Regions from separate parts of the Arachis hypogaea genome. Here region 2 is linked to region 1. A link is a contact called in public Hi-C data. All regions are on one chromosome and are shown on one strand. Each heading gives the region's core, a stretch centred on a gene start, on an enhancer-like site or on the middle of the called end of the contact. The rest is flanking DNA. Distances are from core to core; before and after follow the strand shown.

Region 1 (2,861 bases), core at 138-2,637:
TGTCTATCCACTAAATGATTCCAATTTTAGAACTGAATAGACGCTACTATTTTGGAGTTGGACATGAAAAGCAAGGCATTGGGATACTGGATTTTATAGCACATGGAACCATGAGGTTGGAGTTGAAAGCTCCCGGGCCCCAGCTAAAACTCGTGTACAGTGTCTTTTTTTTTCTCTTGAATTTTTATCATTCATGTTTACCTTGCTTTCTCTTGTTACCTTAGGCTAATTTCTAATTGACTAATTCCATAAAGAAAATCTTGCTTTCATGAATTCCTTGACAAAATCTTACAAATGAGAATAAAAGGTATAAAACTGTTAGATTTTTCATAATTGAAATTGAAAAAACAAAAGTTTTTTTGAACCAAATATGTTCGTTACTATGTTTTATAAGGAAGGGGGGGGGGGTAATCGTGCATTTGGATTATACTATAATTTGGTTTAAGAAAAAGTTAAATGAATTACATTTCTATCTGTTTTATGAATCTAAAATAAAAAAATTTGATGCTTAATGATAATATTATTATTTTTAATTTTATCTTATGGATCACAATTGTATGCTTACTAAATAGGAGATAAGTGAAAGAAAAATAGAAGGAAAGGAAGAGAAGTTGTATAACACCCTTCATAAATTACACATAAAAATCTGCAATTTTTCTTTCATTCCTTCTATTTTTCTTCCATTTTTTCTCCAACCAAACATAACTTAAAAGGACCTATTTTAAGCTTTTCATATATTTGATTTCTGTTGAGAAGTTTTTGATATTTTTAATGTATTGAATATATAAAAAATTTTAAAGAGTATATTATTGTCCTTAGAAATCTTTTAACTAAATCATTAAATTAATTATTTTTGGTACTATTTATTTCAGGTTAGTCACATGAAAGTTTAGTGATTTATTTAAATGTTTGTATAATTTTTTTCTTTTCTAACCTTTTTCCCCCTCCAGATTTGCTCTTGGCTTTATCTAGAAGTGCACGCCACCGCACAATGGTGGTGGTGGCGGTGGCAATGGTGTGTGGATAGGACACTGTCAAATTTGGAAAGAGAGAGCTGAATAATGGTTGACAATTTAATTAGATGGACAAAATTGAAATACTTTGGAAATGTTGAGGGAACTACTTTAATAATTTGAGGCCAGTTATACGGTACAGATCTGTGCATACAAATCAAAGGATATGTTGACAGTGGGAAGCCGTTGGTTGCTGGAAACAGGTTTGGCAGAGCTCTGCAAGCTTGTCTGCCTTGTTGGTTGGAGGGGGGAGCCGGCTAATGGAAACAGTGAATAACGGGCCTAATTTTTTATTTTTTTATTCAATATAAGGGGCCAATTTGAGAGATGGCCAATTGGATTTACAGAGCTAGGCTGTGCTGTTTGTTTATTGTTTTTGGGTCATGGTGGGTGGACTCCTGTAATCTGTATGGCCTTATATGTCTTCTACTTTGCTTATGAGTGTGTTATGGAATTGAATGTTCTAGTTTCATACTCCATGGTATTTTGCTTCTATCATGACAAAGCATGGAATTTATTCTTCACACTTATCATGAATATGTCCCTATACGTAATCTCTAAGGATATGGACATGTCTAATTTATATGTCCAAAAATGATAAAGAAAGTGATATTGTCACTTTTTTATTGTGTGATTTTTCTATTTTTTTCTATTTTTGTTATTTTATTTTCTATAATGATAGACGAAGCTTTTCATTGTGAGGATAATTTCATAAGAATATAATAGATAAGTGATATTATTAATTAAAGAATAATAATATACACTTCCAAATTATAAAAACCTTTGATATAGATGAACTCTTAAGCCTTAAGTAAAACTGTTGGATTGTTACTTTCAAATTTCAATTTTTTTATTTTACAAGACATGTTTCTTTTGTAAAGTTGTCCTTATTTTCTAGGTTTTGGGTGTATTTTTCTTGTTATTGATCTTAGCTTCTTACAGTTACTTGGTCTTCAGTTAAAGAAGGTTTCTGCCATCAATTGCTGGATAGTTTTTAGAGAGGTGAAAGACAAAAAAGAATGCAGATTTAGTTGCATTTGGACACTATTAGAGACAGAAATACAAAAACAAATGATACAGAAACTCATTTAGTTATAAAAACAGAAACAAACACACAATTGCTTTGTTGCCAATCATAACATAATGCTGCAACATTGAACGTGTGTGAATGCCATCAGAAATTACAGATAGAGCAGCAAAAGAAACAAGCATTTGATCATAAATGAACTATGATCTAGTTGACTAATTTCCCATTTTGCATTTCTATAGGGTTGCCCAAGAAAACTGGGATTATAGAGTTAAAATGATGAAACAAAAACATGCAATGTACAAACTTTTTCATTGCACTAAATCTGACAAACCATCAGTTAGGAAGATTGAGATAAGAGTTTCAGGCATTCACTCTGGCACCTCCTAAGGCATATGTCATTCCAATTAGGTAGCTGATGCTGGTTAACACAAACAGTGCGAGCGCAAGCGTCAGCACACGCATCAAGGTCAGATTCCCCTCGTGCTCTTCAGCCTCTGCTCCTCTGCATTCCTCTTCTTCACCCTAAAAGCTTGTCCTGCAACAACCAAAGGGATTGCAGCACCCAAAAGGGACCACCAAAATTCCCCATCTCTAAATATACAATGTCAGCTACCTTGCTTCTAAAAATAAAATTTCTAGTTCAACTCGTTCATCAGGATTATCCAACAAAATAATTAAACAACAAGAACAACAAAGTCTCATCCCACTAGGTGTAGCTACCATGAATAACCCCGTGTTTGAGAGTTCCCGCTATCCTTGTTCTCTTGCTATATTCTCCACCTGAATGAATGATTTAGTTGAGCCATTCAGAAAAATTC
Region 2 (2,861 bases), core at 162-2,661, 110 kb before region 1:
TTTTTTTGTACACACATAAGATAGCAGTAGAAGAGCAAGTTTGTGCATCTTTTCTGTTTTATTGTTTTCTTATATTAGATGCAAAGCTGGATTAGATTAGACTTGTTGACATTTGTTTTTTGGTGACTAGACTTGTTGACATTTAATTTTGTGTTCGACCTCACCCTTCATTTGTTTTTTTTTTCTTTTTTTTAAATAATTAATATGTACTGTACAAGAAACTTCTACTCTTTGACCAGTTATTAGAAGTCATATATTTACACACACAATTTCGGTTTATTTATTAATTGAGCCATTTATTAAATTCAAGCCAATTCTGGTTAGTGACTTAAACATTTATCAAATTAGTTTAACTTAAACATTTAGAGAATATATAAAGAATATAAATAAAAGAAAGAGGAATACCTCAAATTAATTCAGTTTCTAATAAATTTTAAACTAGAGATTTTGTTCTTCAATAAATTTTAATTATCAAGTTAATTTTTAAACTTTTATTTCGTTAGACAAATAAATTTTTCTATTAGATTATTCGTCTATATAAAAAAATTTATATGAGAATTACTAAAATTTTGATGTAAAGATTGATTTATCTAATAAAATAAAAAATAAAAAATTAATTTGACAATTAAAATTTGTTAAAAGTTAAAATGTCCTGCTAAAACTTATTGGGATCTAATTTAGGGTATTATAACGTAAGGAATGACAAAACATAGATGATATATGCATGCAGAACTCAGAATAGGATCCTTTCATCATCAATTCATTTTGGACTCTGGCTAACCTTTTTTTTTTCTCCATTTAAATATTTCTAAGAAAATAAAGATAGATTATATTATGTTAAGCTATGTTTGGGAACACTAAAATAAAAATTAAACTTAGTTTATGTAGAGACTAGCACACATAAACAAAGAGCACAACATATGCAAGAAATGATTAGCAAGATGAAGGTAAAGAATGAAAGACTGGTGTTGTGATTGTAAAATATGTGATTATCATGTGTGTACAAGGAGGATCGGAGAGCACACACATATATACTAGATTACTAGTAGTGTTAGTAAGAAATAGCAGTTCCCCCTCTATATTAATTTTAATTTGTTAAGAAATTAATTTTTTTTAACCAACAATCAATTAATAAAATTGTATATAAATGAAGTTAAAAGAGAAAAAACTAAAAAAAATAAAAAATATAAATGTTAACAATTACAGGATTCAAATTCTTCTTTCATAAACTAAATAGCAACTGAGCAGAGGTGGTATAGCAACAGCTTTGAATAAATTAGCCATCTCTGAGAGAAGTAAGAACTAAGAACCTTCATTGTAGCTTCGCAAGCGTCGTTTGCTAGTGTGAACATGAAGAACAATGAGTTCGATCGGGTGACCAACAAAGAATAACAAATATTAAAATTCAAATTAAAAAGGAGAAAACTACTAAATAGTAAAGATCTCGGAATAAAAAAATTAAATTAAAATTAGAAGGGAGCAAGCCACCAATTAGAAGGCACCAAATGCTTCCGGATTAGACAGAAGCATGTTTTTTAATTTATTGATAACAAAAATAATTATAAAATGTGATAAAAATAAAAAGTAAAAAGGGGAGGAGAAGGGGTTGCTGACGGGGTTTTTTGTTTGATAGTTGATACTTGATACAGCGGACAGCCTTTATATACCCTTCCTAAACGAAACCTTCGAAACTCAACACTCAACGGAGATTAACAAAAATAAAAGAGAAATGGAGACGGAAGTGATTTTCTTATGCAGCTACGGTGGGCAGATCAAGTTCCACGACGGAACCAACCAACACATGTACGAAGGCGGCAAAAACAAGAAACTCCGCGTTCGCAGCAGCATCAATTTCAATGACTTGATCGCCGAGCTCGCCGACAACAGCGGCACTGCCGACGTGGCCTACTTCGAGTACCAGATCCCAGGGTACGGCCTAGAAACCCTCGTCAGCGTCACCAACGACAGAGACCTCCGCAACCTGATGCGGGAGTTCGATCCGAACATACCCGACGACGTCAAGCGTATCTTCCTCTTCCCTGAGAAAAATCCTTCACCCTCTCCTCCTCCTCCGCAGCGCTTGGAGCGCGTCGATTCACCGCTGCAAGTCGCTGAGAACGCGTCCGAGCTGGAGGCAGTTGCAGGTCCGCGTGTGAACCACGTGGTTCACTACTTGATGCTTGTATCGGCCGGTTTACTCTTCACAGCGGTACTACTTTTTTTGGTACCCTTCGTATTCACCCTTCAACCGCAGAATCATTCAGTTATGGTCGTTAACGACGACCTCAAGAGCACTGGAACTATCGCACCACTTGGATCTGATGATCTTGATGATCAATCTGTCTCCGACAAAGCTGCAGCAGTACCGGTATTTTTTTGCTCTCTGTTTTTTTCTTTCTTTTATGGTTACACATATACTAATATTTCTCTTTGTTCTATTTTGTGGATGTCAATATTACCATGTATATGATTATGATTGAACCTACCGATTTCTTCTATTACTATTAGCAGATATGTTTTTTCTTCATCATTAAGGGTATAGCATATGTCAACAATTCCTATGGTACGGTCTTGTCGTCGAGATCGTGCGTGGGAATTGTAGCTGCACGTGGATCCGACGCGCTAGCTTAGTCCACACGTTGACATATATGACCAATGAATCTGTGGTCTATTTTCAACTTCAATGTCCTCCAGGACGATGGAGAAGGAGTACGGTGCTCTCACAATGCCGTTAAAAGGTTTTGTTTTGCTCTTCTAGTTTTTGGTTTTTCTTTCCCTCTCTTTCATGAATCCATTTTCCTTTGGCTTCTACAAGGAGAGAGAATATAATAAAGGCGGCCATGCCGCTATATAAGGGATTT

The links. Hi-C and Micro-C count contacts between places; a contact is called where the count stands out from the background.
Region 2: a contact with region 1 is called in a Hi-C map of leaf, with 3 times the contacts expected there. The contact joins the promoter of LOC112710175 here to the enhancer-like site in region 1. A contact is called at or near these places in 2 of 8 Hi-C or Micro-C datasets (leaf and an unstated tissue).

What each region holds. Positions count from the first base shown.
Region 1 is chr9:7,182,092-7,184,952 of arahy.Tifrunner.gnm2.J5K5, reverse strand. It overlaps LOC112710169 (disease resistance protein RML1B), which reads left to right. Exons shown (of 9, transcript XR_011865311.1): 8 at 1-154; 9 at 951-1,640. Among protein-coding and RNA genes, the nearest start is that of LOC112710169, 11 kb to the left of the region's middle. Within about 2 kb of position 1,387, at least 3 of the 3 cell types and tissues checked have open chromatin away from gene starts, as enhancers often do.
Region 2 is chr9:7,288,079-7,290,939 of arahy.Tifrunner.gnm2.J5K5, reverse strand. It overlaps LOC112710175, which reads left to right and starts at 1,411. Exons shown (of 3, transcript XR_003156737.3): 1 at 1,411-2,368.